2 separate regions of the Zea mays genome follow, and region 2 is linked to region 1. A link is a contact called in public Hi-C data. All regions are on one chromosome and are shown on one strand. Each heading gives the region's core, a stretch centred on a gene start, on an enhancer-like site or on the middle of the called end of the contact. The rest is flanking DNA. Distances are from core to core; before and after follow the strand shown. Region 1 holds the start of LOC100273601 (60S acidic ribosomal protein P0-2). Region 2 holds the start of LOC100277481.

Region 1 (6,689 bases), core at 2,370-4,869:
CAACTTTGTAAAGGTGAGAGCCTCCAACTTGTGGAGATTCCTCACAAACGGGAAAACTACTATAAGGAAGAAACCGTGATATTCAAGTGGATCATTGGATCACTTGAAAGGGGCTGAGTGCAACCCTCATCCATTGGAACGCCACAACGTGGAAGTAGGCAAGTGTTATACTTGGCCGAACCACGGGATAAAATCACCGTGTCTCTTGTGTCGCTTTTCTGTGTGATTGGTTTCTTCTCTCGAGTTCTCGCTTAATCACTTGTGTCATTGTTCCAAAGTTCAATACTCACTCCAAAGGAACAATCAAGTGAAGAGTTCTCGCTTTAACAACTTGGCTTCAATCTTTCTAACATTTCATAACAAAGTGTTGAAATTTTATGGGATCACCTATTCACCTTCTTTAGATGCTCTCAAGTGGTAGAGGAGGTTATGCGCGAGAGAGAGGTTGTGAGTTCGAATCTCACCATTTACAAAACATGTAAATTTGATTCAAAATAACAGGACGATAGGTATAATAATAGGTAGTGGTTGGAGAGTTGTTCCTATAATTTTAAAAAACGTTTTGCTGTTTTTTGGTTTTTTTATTCTTCATTTGCCGAGTACTTTTCTTTGCCGAGTGTAATAGGTAGTAGTTAGAGAGTTCTTACTATAAATAAAAAAATGATTTGTCGAGTGCAACGATGCTGAGCTTTTGGATTCGCCGCAGGGCTTGTTGCCTCATCACAAGATGAGCCTGAGCACTAGATTGAAACTTGGAATTAGGGATGAAAACGGGACGGGTACCCGGAACGGGTATCGGATACGGGTACCAAAATGGGACGTAATTTTGGATACGAATACAGGTATTTTGTTTATCGGGACGGATATGGGTATTATCCGGATATTGAACCTCGGATACGGGTAGGATACGAAATCACTAATACCCCGAAAATTCCGGGTCGGATACGGGTACCCGGAATTCGGGTACCCGTTTTTTCTTTTTCTACATAATATAGTTATAAAATCATAACTTTTACATATGAAATCAGATGAAGATAAAGTTTATATGAAAATTGTAGAGTTTGAAAAGATCTATGACTTTGTAATACATCATTTTTTGTTTAAACAATATTCTAATGATTTAATTGTATTTTGATGATTTTCTATGACAAGAAATTAATAATACATAAATAGCCTCAAAAAATCGTGAAATTTTACGGAGATACAACATATGTCCATATGTAACCATAAAAAATGTTTGGATCATAAGATCTATAAGATGCCCATGTTTCTTTCCTTTCACTTTCACTTATTTGTATGAGTTACATGTGAAATTAGTGTAAGTATCCAAGTTTCAACATAATCAGCACTTCACTTTATCATTTTCATATGAGGACTTGGGTTATCTTCATATAAAATATTTATTAGTTTTTGTAACTTATTTGCAAATTTTTAGTGAAACTAGAATATTTTATGAATTTTAAATATTTTGGTGTTGGTTCTACAATGTCCTTGTGATAAGCAACTTTGAACTGCATGATGTCAATTTTACCGGTTTCCTTTCTTACATCTGATCTATCATATACCTGATTATGTATTGCTTAACTTATGGATGGTTGGACAATTAATATCATCGGATGAACTACCCGACAATTATCCGGTACCTACCCGAGTAGTATCCGTTATCCGTTTCTTACCCGTCCGGATTATTACCGGGTCCCGTCCTGTATCCGTCCCAAATCTTAACTACCCGTATCCGGTCCCGTATCCGAGAGAAATACATTAGGGTAGGATATGGGATGACCCTGTATCCGGCTATATCCGTCCCGTTTTCATCCCTACTTGGAATGGAGCCTGAGACTGTCTTCAACGGTTCCCCCTAAATTTCTCCCCCTATATCTCATTCACGTGCCACGTCAGCGTTCTCTCCCCCCTATATCTCCACGCTCTACAGCGGTTCCCCCTATATCAAACCTCTATACCCCACCACACCAATATTTTATACTTTCATCATCAACTAACTCAACTACCATCTAATATTTGTTTTATTTTTATTTGCTCTACGAATAGTGTGTAGTCGTAACTTAGTCCACAATTAATTAGCAAACTTCATAATTAGCAAACTTCGTAATTAGTATAATTAGCAAACTTCGTAATATTTGTTTTAACATCCAATTTTCTTGCTCTAGCACCCATAACATGATAGATTCCTGAGGGCACAATATTTAATTGCTTTATCTCCAAGACTCCAAACAGCTAAGAATCACATATGCAGTTTCCTGCCACTAACGGACAACTCTTCAACAAGTTTCAAGCTAGTTTTCAACTTAACTTTCAGTAAAATTTAACAAAATTCAAGTAGATTTACATTTGTCCCATTATAGGACTCATATGGAAATTGAACAAAACTCTGTCTGTGAATACACTTCTACAAATCGATCAGAACAGATCAGAGGAACATGGGAGAAATTTGGGGAGTAGCACAGTCCATCGAGACTCGAGAGACGCCGGAGGAGGGGAAGGATGATGTGGCCGCCGCGTCCTTCGCGTTGCCGGGCGCCGTCGAGGGCGCGCGCGCCGAGGTGCTGTGCGTGCATCGGTACAGCGGGAGCATGCCGCTGGGCACGGCGGCCACCATCTCCTGCAGCTATCTGGTCAGCACGGCCACCATGGTCTACGCGCAACACCTCAGCCGCGGACTCCCGGACCCCGCCGTTGACCTGCTCTGTCCCGGCGTGCTCGTCTTCGCCGTCGGCCTCGCCGGCAACAAGCCCTTGTGGCGGTCGCGCGATCCAGTGGCGAGCGAGGCCGGGAGCTCCGCGCAGCCCGCTGCGGAGCCATCCCCTGGGCTGCGGTCCCACGCGATTGAGACGGAGAGCGGGCGCGAGGAATAGGGGCAGCAGCTGTGAGTGACTGACGGGGAGCGTGAGAGGGCGAGCGCGGCGGCGAGGAAGCCGGCGAGGCCGAAGAGGAGGCAGGCCGCGGAGAAGGCCAGCGTCGAGAGCAGCCGGCGTTGAAACCGTCGCCGCCGAACGGGAAGGTTCCGGGCGCCGGCGCGCAGGGAAGAAGCCAACGAACGACGTCGGGTAGCGTTCCCCTTCATCTGGCGTGAGAGAGAGTGCTGCTGCTGGATAGAGGAGAGGGGAGGAGGCGCCGTTGCAGTAGATAGAGGTCTACTGTATCCGCTAAAGGACCTACAGTAATAGGGGAGGGGGACGCCCGCGACAACGGTTGAAGACAGTCTGAGCACTAGTCGATGTGGTGTGTAGACAGTGCCTTTTTTGTCTCCTCGCGCGCGGAGGAAATTTCTCAAATTTTGATGTTTCACAAGTTTGAATTATTGGAGATTTAATTATTAGAGATCTGCTGTTGGAAGATTATAATTTAGGGAAAATAATTTTTAGTGAAACCCCAATACATAGTATTTAGGAGTATTTTTTTTAGAAATTCTTGGAGTTGCTCTAACCAAACGGGCTTAGTCGGTTCGGTTCGACATTACCCCGTTTGGACCAAGGCCGGCCCAGTTATGACACAGAAGCCTAACAACAACGAGGCCCAAGGAAGGAGGAAAGCCTATGTCCCCTGCTCCCTCTAGCCCTTATAAAAGCCATGACTGCCGCCACTCGACTCAGTAGGTTAAAGCGACGCCGCCGCCGCAAGCCGTCCGCCTTGCCCCTCGAAGGCTTGGTCCTCCTCCTTGTATCCCGACCTCCCCCGCGACAGACCCGTTTCCCCGCTAGGCTAGAGTTATCGTTCCTCTGCAGCGATGGCGATCAAGCGGACCAAGGCGGAGAAGAAGATCGCGTACGACAAGAAGCTGTGCAGCCTGCTCGATGAGTACACCAAGGTGCTCATCGCCCTCGCCGACAACGTCGGCTCCAAGCAGCTCCAAGACATCCGCCGGGGCCTCAGGGGCGACTCGGTGGTGCTCATGGGCAAGAACACGCTCATCAGGCGCTGCATCAAGGTCTACGCCGAGAAGACCGGCAACCACACCTTTGACCCGCTCATGGACCTGCTCGTCGGCAACGTTGGCCTCATCTTCACCAAGGGAGACCTCAAGGAGGTGCGCGAGGAGGTCGCCAAGTACAAGGTGAATAATTGAGCCTTTTCCGGCACTCTGTCTGTTGTTACCTGCCAATGCCGGCGTTATATTTGGATAGATCGCGAACTGTGGGTGTTGCCTGGGTCAGTCACCGTGTTTTGTTTTGTTTTGATGTTCCCAGTTCACTGATATGTGCTGATTGTTAAGTCTGTGGCACATGTATATGATGTCATTAAGAGTACCTGCGTTTAGTTCATGATTAGAATACTCTGGTAGAAGCATTACATAACAAACCAGTTTTTTAATATTACATATCCATGTTATGTTGTTAGGCATTGTCTTGTAGTGTATGCGTTGCAACACTTCTTTCATGGTGTCTAGTGTCGTCTCTGTTACAGATACGGTATCAGTGTCAAGCTAGTGCCCATCAAGAACAGTAATGCCAATTCTTGTGTTTTTTGCCACAGGTTGGGGCTCCTGCTCGTGTTGGTCTGGTTGCTCCTGTTGATGTTGTCGTGCCCCCTGGCAACACTGGGCTGGATCCCTCCCAGACCTCTTTCTTCCAGGTGAGCCTGGAAGCAATATCTGTGTTACTGTTAAATGCACACACACCATGTCAGTTTCTCATTCGTCATTTTTCAGGTGCTTAACATCCCCACCAAGATTAACAAGGGTACTGTGGAAATTATCACCCCTGTGGAGCTGATCAAGAAGGGTGAGAAGGTGGGCTCGTCCGAGTCTGCTCTGCTCGCCAAGCTGGGCATCCGCCCCTTCTCGTACGGTCTCCAGGTCACCAGCGTCTACGAGGATGGGTCTGTGTTCAGCCCTGAGGTGCTTGACCTTTCTGAGGAGGACCTAATCGAGAAGTTCGCCACTGGTGTCTCCATGGTCGCTTCTCTTTCCCTGGCACTATCGTACCCAACCCTTGCTGCTGTGCCCCACATGTTTATCAATGGGTACAAGAACGTGCTTGCTGTTGCTGTGGAGACTGACTACTCGTACCCACACGCCGACAAGATCAAGGAGTACCTCAAGGTAGTGTGTGTTTCATTGTGCCATGTCAATTATTTCGAGCAATTTAAGTCCATGTATAAATCTACTTCATTTAATCACCATGCTTATCTTCGAATTTGTCTCTTTAGGTGTTTAAATTAACATGCCTATCTACTACTACCCCCACAGTTTATGATCAGATCATGTTTTAAAGTTGACCTTCTAAACTGATCTAATTTTGGCATTGGTTTGCAGGACCCGAGCAAGTTTGCTGTTGCTGCTCCTGTAGCTGCTGCGGACTCTAGTGCTGCTGCTGCCCCCAAGGAGGAAGAGAAGGCTCCAGAGCCTGCCGAGGAGTCGGACGAGGAAATGGGCTTCAGCCTGTTCGACGACTAAGCCGCTCTTATCGTCCATCCGCCGCAAGTTTTGCTTCTGCTTATTATTTTAGTGCATTATGTTTTAGTAGACAAACCATGTTGGTGTAATTGACAATGTTATCTCCTTAAATGTTGAAAGTGCCCGTGTTGTGTCACTTGTTATTGGTTTCTTGAGCTAGTTTGGTTCTCTTCTCTTGTGAAAAAGATGTCTCCCGTAAAGACACCTCTTCAAGTGATGTCATCTACCACAAGACATCTTTTAAAGCAATGGGTTAGACATAGATTAGTTAATCATGTAACCAAAGGGTATGTACTTTGGCATGGATGGCAGTGAACTTTGTTAGGATTGGATGGCTTGAAATTCAGAACATCTGATAATCGTTAGGACCAGCTAACGGCTTAGCTAACTAATGTTCTTCATGGAAATGTTGCAGCCTATTCCATGTGGAAAGGATTGATGAAGAAGATGCAACATGCGAGGATGAACGTTGAGATTCGTAATTTTTTTTAATTTAGTGCACTTTGTATCAAATTTTGTATGAATTTATATTTTATTTATGAATATATATTACCTATACCATATCTGGAGCGTGCAATCTATTTTTTAAATGGTATCAAATAAAAGGACTAAGCGCACTGTAGAAAAGTATTCAGAGGACACGAAAATGGCACACCTGACGTCAGACCGTGGCGGCCCCGCCCTCGCCTCCTCGGTCAGGGTAGGAGCTCACCGGCGTAAGGCGCAATCAGGGAGCTCCCTCCGCCGAGAGCTGGCGCTCGCCGACGTTTAATTTTGAATATTAATAAAAACCTTGAGTCAGATAGGGGAGGAAAATATTAGTAAAATACAGTAGCGGTGTTTAAACTTAGCACACTGTATCTTTGAATGAACTAGGAAAATGAGTCATATAATTTGGTCGGCCTGTTAAAAACCTTGAGTTTGCTTAAACGAGATGCCAACAATCACATTAATGAAAGTTTAGAGATTCAATGACACATCATGTCAAGTTTGAGGGCCTAAGTGATACAGAATGCAAAGTTAGAAAATCCAAGTGACTCTAACGTGGCACATCAAGCTCGGTTATGGACGAGTCTTTTTATAATTTGAGAGTTCAGAGAACTAAATGATATAGGGGGTAAACTCCATCAACTCTGCTCCCAAAAAACGTGGAGTTGGGGTGAACTCCATTTTGGTGAAGCAACAAAAAGTGTACTCTAGAAAACTCGTTTTCAGATCTAAACGTGGAGTTCAGGGTTAATTACCCACCAATAACACTCGTTATGGTGATAAAATA
Region 2 (6,258 bases), core at 1,539-4,038, 180 kb after region 1:
CCACGTTTTCTCGACGCCACCCGCGCACTCCTATTAGGGTTCGGCATCTCTCCCCGTCTATATATACCTTCTGCCGCCGCCATCCTGACCCTGTTCCCCACCCATATCGTGAACCCGCCGCCGACGCAGCAGCAGGAGACGCGCCAAGGAGAGCCCGCAAGGAGGCGACTATGAGGGCCAAGGTACATCCTCCATCCCCCTAACTCCTACGCGCGTGCTATCTCGTCACGTAGATTCCTGTGGCGTAGCAACTCCTTGACACTCCCTGCCTCGAGTAGCTGTCTGCTCGGTTCATCCATGTCCCGAAGCTGCGATTGCAAAGAGAGCGATTCGTCCATGTAGGGGCGCTGCGATTACAAAGAGAGTTGTTCGTCCATGTACCGGGGCTGTGATTACAAAGAGAGAGGCTCGAGTGGCGCAATTCTTCTGGGACGGCGGATCTCGCCGTGCGTGCGTGGCGCCCCTCGTCGCAGCGGACGGGTCTGTATCTTTGGCATGGGAGGCTGATCTATGAGCTGAGCCGAACAGTGACTGATCGTTTCGTGTGAGCTTGGTATCTCTTGTCCCGTGGCCTGGCTCCGCATGGTCATGCCGCTGCGGTCGGTGGAGGTGTCGCGCTTGTGGCGCCGCCGCCTGCTAGCAGGTTCTTCCCCGGCCACGGTGGAGGTTCCTTCGCATACATTTGATATGAGCCCCATTCTAGTTAGGATATATTATTATGAAATCTAGTTACTAGTTAGGATATAGAACTATTGTTCTAGCAGCATCTGATGGTGGCTGAAGAGATGTTGCCAGTGCTTTATTTGTTGAGATTTAGATACTTCGTGACTTGATTGATGATTTGTTTGCACTGGAATCTGGCACTTGAAATATGTAATTTACTGTTTACCTAACTTGTAGATACCTAGCTTTTCTACAATGATAGATGTACACTATGTATAGGTACATATGTATCTAGAAAGTACAATAACAGTCCTGTTCTGCGTTTTACTTGCTTGCATTCTTGCCTCTTTTGTGCTATATATTTTTCTTGTTATCTAATTCTATTCATTTTCATCTGTCAATCTTCAGTGGAAGAAGAAGCGCATGAGGAGGCTGAAGAGGAAGCGCCGAAAGATGAGGCAGAGATCCAAGTAGGCTGATGGGGATTGTGGATGGTGGTGTCGGCATAGTTGTGTTACGTTTCTTCGATGCGTGAGTTCATGGAGAGATGTCACATCCTAGTTCGTCGTCACCGTTTGCCATGGGTCCAATGGCTCGTCTTGGAAACCTGCACTTCAGTAGGCCATCTATCGTGGTTTCTAGCTATATCCAGAGTTTTGTGCTAAGACAAATCAGTCAGTCGTTTTGTGAACCTATTATGATGGAGCTTTATTTGCTGCTAATATCGACCTACCTGTTAAGTAATTGCAACGTTCGTCTATGCTGTGCTTGTTTGTGATACCTGTTAAGTAATTATCAGAGAAACAACGGCCAGCACTCGAGCTGTGCTGAAGAGCACACTGATTGGTGTGCTTCAGTGGAGTGGAGCTTGTCATGCTGTCTGCTTCTGAAGATGACCAACGTAGAATATGCAGCTCGGTGCCTTGCGTTGGACGAAGCCGACACCTAACATCGTGTCTCATTGTAGTAATTCCATTGGTTTTATGACGTTCTCTGATGCTAATAGGTTGGGTTTCCCTTGGTACTTCGACGTTCTCTGGCACTCAATAAGCCTTTTTTCTTGTTTGGTTTGTGAAACACATTCTTTGGTTTGCGAAACGCAGTGCATTGATGTATTTTGTTTGGTTTATGAAATATAATACATCGATGTATCGTTATTTTATTTCTCATAAGCTAATGATTAATTAGTATAGACTGGTGTATCGTCATTATATTTCTCATAAGATAATTATTAGTATTGATATTAGGAATAAATTTATCTTATTAAATTTAAGGAATAAACTTACCTTATCTAAATTAGGGTGTGTTTGGTTTGACTTTTGGCTTTGATTTTTACCTCCTAAAAGTCGAAAGCGAAACCAAAGGGTCAGATTCAGAAAGCAGTTTTTTCTAAAAGCCGACTTTCTCGCAGTGCAAAACTGAAAGCATCTTGGATCTGCTTTTAGTGACTTTCGGATAGAACTATGAAAACATATATTGAAGAACTTTTAATGACTTTTAGTAGTTTCGACCAAACAATTTTTAATTTTTTAACAGCCCACAGCCCACAACAGCTTTTTTCATAGCTCACATCCCACAACAGCTTTTTCCACGGCCACAACCCAACCAAACAGACTTTTAGTATTGTCATTATCAAACCACACCCTTCAGAGCAACTCTAAGACTCTAATCTCTATCTTCCAACTACTCTCTAAAGTAGAAACAAGATATAAAACTCTTGTAAATTCGAAAGGTATAGAGAGTGGTTCTAGGTAAGATATAAAAAACTGTTGGAAATTGGAAAGATGTAGAAAGTGGTTTTTAGATAAAACTACTCTTAAAATGATAATTTTAAGAATGAAATTTAGAGACACTCTAGGAGATGTTTTTAATTCTCGGTTTTTTTACATTACATAAAAATCGCTTAACCTCGTCTAATTGGACTAGCCAACCACAGGAAATGCACAATCTACGGTCCGTTTCAAAGCCCAACGCGAAGCTCTATTTGGGCCTTCCGTTTACGCCCAACCGACAATGCGAAGCCTTATTTGGCCCAACCGAAGGCCCAACGCGGTCAGCTGATGTCTCTTTGACTCTTTCCACCACACGACCACACTGCTCGTGCTCTCTCGATGCGGTCACCAGTCGAATGGACGGCGCGGATATCCCCTCCCACTCCGCCGCCGATGGCGACCGGCCTCCGGAGAACGCGGACGACGGCGGCGTGGAGGACGAGCGTGCCGCCGCGCCCCCTCCGGAGCGGTGCGGGGCGTTGGCTTCCGCAATCGCAGGGGTGCTGGCCGGCGCGCTGCGGGAGCACGAGGAGCGGGCGGCCGCCACCGCCCGGAGCCAGGACGAGGTCGCCGCTGCCATCGACCGCCTCAACGGAGGTAGGTGCCTCTCCCCGCCCCAGCCTTGGGCTTTCTCTGCTGGTGGTGTCATGCGTTGCGCGCGTTGTGGCTTAGACTTCTCCAGCTTCGGATGCGTACCATTCTGTGTAGACACTAGAGTATGCGTACTGTATTGTGGAGTTCATTTAACCCAAGACTAGTGAGATTTAGATGACATACTAGCAATTGAGTTGTGAGCTCTGTATTTTATCTATCTACTTGCCTCTTTTCTTGAACTAGTCAGTACTCTTCTGTAATTTCGTTGCCATGGCATGGAAATGCAGCGACAGCCCAAAAATGTTATTTGCCTCTTTGGCGTTCAAACCATGAACAGGGTCAAGTCCATATTGTAGCCTGTTAAAACTTGTAGCTGTAGTTTAACTGATGCATTATATACTGTCTGAGAGGCTCAATGTAAACAATCCAATTCCTCTTATAAACATAGCTGTTCCTGGTTGCACCTGAATCTACTTTTTATGTAGTGCAATTTCAGCCTCTTCGTTATCTCAAGAGAGTTAACAAATAAATGGATGAACTAGAACATTCTAGCAGTTTAACAGTATACAGCGAATAAAATTATTGTACTGAGAAATTCATGATTCTGACATGATCCCATGTGTCAGCGTCCAACTTGCTTGCAGGTGGCCAGGTTTCCAATCCGATAAAAATAAAATTGTACACACCAAATACCACTTGGAGAACCCTAAAGCCACTTGGAATGGTCTTGTAGTCCCTGTTTGGGAGGGCTCTGCTCTCTGATTCTCTAGCTCCGCTCCTTAATCTCCGATGGAGTGATTCCATTGAATTCCTAGGAGGGAGCAGGATGAGGAGCTGATGAAAATTGATTCTCTGTTGAATGCTGATCCATACCAGAATTTAACAGGAAGCAAGGTGCAGGTTGCTCCTAGTGTAAATGGAGAAGTGATTCTCTCCTGATCCCTGCTTGAATTAGTTGGCGTTTTGACCACTTGATTGGTTGGGAGTGATTCTCTTCGGAGAAGCTAAAGTCGGAGCTCTCCCAAACGGCCCCTTTTACATTTTCCAAAGCCCCAAGGCTCCACTCTTTTGTTCAGATTGTCTCGCCTATTGCTATTGTCTGTGTACACATTTTTTTGATGGAAAGCATGTATATATATCCAGTAACTGTATGAAACTAAGACTAAGTGTTTGCAGAGCTAGACAGGCTATTAGAGAATGCACCCACAATGGTAATAATGCATCATTCAGCAAGGATTTCCAGCATCCGCAAGAGGATTTCAGCAATGAACATGCTGCTCAAGTCCATACAACGACGCATAGATAGCATGGATAGAATTATTTCTACTGGTACGTCAAGTGGTTCTGTCTATCATTATAATGTTTTTGCCTTGTTAATCTTTGTCTGTGGATCGGCAGAGTGAATCATTATGGACGCGTTGCTTTGTGTTTGCAGACCATTCATCTCCTGTACAGAAAGCCGGTAATGAAGTTGGAACAAGGTGCACCACTTAGTTCACCTTTTTTTTACTACTTCTCGTTGTTTATCTTTGGTGTAGTCATGGTAAATCTGAACAAGCAACGTTAAGTACAGTTATGGCTTTCAATATCACGAAGTTAGTGGTGGAGAGGTGAGCTTTTCCTGGGCTTTGGTGCTGTGGTATGAAATACAGTAAACAATAAATAATAGAATAAGTAAATCTCTGGTTCCCCCATTCCGATTTGCTACTTTATTTATCTAGTCCTTAGTTGCATTCTTACACAATTGCTCTTGATTACAGGTTCTAGCAGAATTCTGGTGGTGTCCCATCAATTGCGCACCATTTCTGTTTTGGTAGAGCTGCCATCCAACAATCACACGGTGCTGTGCATAGAAGTGAGACGTCATAATGTCGATTTTTTCCCCAGAGATGTGTCATCAAAATATTTCAATCCTTTTTGTAGCATATTGGAGTGGGGAAAGTCTTTTGTACTGGATGGTCAATGTTGCAGACAACGAATCGTGCTTTCAGCTTTGGCGTTTACCCTTGTATTCAAACATGAAATTGTCTTCAGAAATATTATCATATTGTCACTGTTGAGCGGTTTTGATGTATACTTGCTTGTTGAAGATGGCAACATCTGGAATTCGTGTTGTTATATTTTATCATAAATGCTTCTAGATACGAATGTGCCATGGATATAATTCGTTTGAACGTGCCTTCTGGCCAGGCTTGCCACCAAATGTCAACCTTCATACGGAGGTACCTGTTTAATCGGTGGATCCAATAAGCACACCTGCATAAACAATTTTGCAACTTTCATTGCTTGTGCAGGAGACTTAGTCATGTTCCAAATTGCCTCAAGACTCAGTCATGTAGCACAAGGTCTGCCGACCGCCGGCAATCGGCAATGTAAAATTGCCAGGTATGTTCAGTAAGGAAGTGTTTGAATGCATTAGAGTTAATAATTAGTTGCTAAAATTAGTTGAGACATCTAAACATCCTAACTAATAGTTCAGCTATTAGCTATTGTTGGTAAATTAGTTAATAATTAGGTAGTTATTTGTTAGCTAGCTAATTTCACTTACAATTTTTAGCCAACTAACTATTAGTTATCTGGCATGCAGCAAAGCAATAAAAACAACAGCATATTTCAGAATAAAAGCCATAGCTGTTGCTCCGACTATTTATTTCAATACGCTGAAAACAGGCAGGAATTCGCTGCGTACAACTATGAAACACGTCCACCTGGAACAACAATGACAAATTGTCGTGGGTGGTCTTCATTGAAGAACTAACACATTTTCAGAATAAATAAAAGGTGCAGTGACAGCCATGAATCTACAACAAAAACAAACTAAGCAATGAACAAGGTATGAACCTCAAATGGAGCCATGGAGGGTCTCCTTCAAACCTGTACATGTGTTGGCTATCTAGGATCTTTCCCCACAAATCTTACACTTACAACATCACTGACAATCACCTTACAGCTGAAATGGACACCGTAGTTTGCAACTGTATTGTCGTCATAGGCGCATGTAACCTTCCTTGTGACCTTTGAAGAGTTTCAGATGTCTTCTGTTCTGAGAGTTGCTCCGGGTCAGCTCACGGCGGGTTCTCCATGACGTCACATGAGAATATAATGAAGGAAACAAGAAACACAGCAACAGAAGTAACAAGATTGCAACACATATTAGCATGACATTCATGAAGCCATCCCGGTTTTTAGGGTTCTTGTTCTGCCCTGTCCACGGCACACCACCGACGTT

What was found. Hi-C and Micro-C count contacts between places; a contact is called where the count stands out from the background.
Region 2: a Hi-C map of ear shows a contact between it and region 1, with 3 times the contacts expected there. The contact joins the promoter of LOC100277481 here to the promoter of LOC100273601 in region 1. A contact is called at or near these places in 3 of 25 Hi-C or Micro-C datasets (ear, endosperm and tassel).

Annotation. Positions count from the first base shown.
Region 1 is chr4:38,141,619-38,148,307 of Zm-B73-REFERENCE-NAM-5.0, forward strand. It overlaps LOC100273601 (60S acidic ribosomal protein P0-2), which reads left to right and starts at 3,620. Exons shown (of 4, transcript NM_001148017.1): 1 at 3,620-4,072; 2 at 4,492-4,590; 3 at 4,667-5,059; 4 at 5,273-5,973. The coding sequence starts at 3,746. The coding sequence ends at 5,413.
Region 2 is chr4:38,325,955-38,332,212 of Zm-B73-REFERENCE-NAM-5.0, forward strand. LOC100277481 reads left to right here and starts at 2,789. Exons shown (of 4, transcript NM_001151027.2): 1 at 2,789-3,032; 2 at 4,206-4,358; 3 at 4,465-4,510; 4 at 4,790-5,088. The coding sequence starts at 2,792. The coding sequence ends at 4,796. It overlaps LOC103653111 (Magnesium transporter CorA-like family protein), which reads right to left. Exons shown (of 4, transcript XM_008680074.4): 4 at 5,712-6,258. The coding sequence ends at 6,016.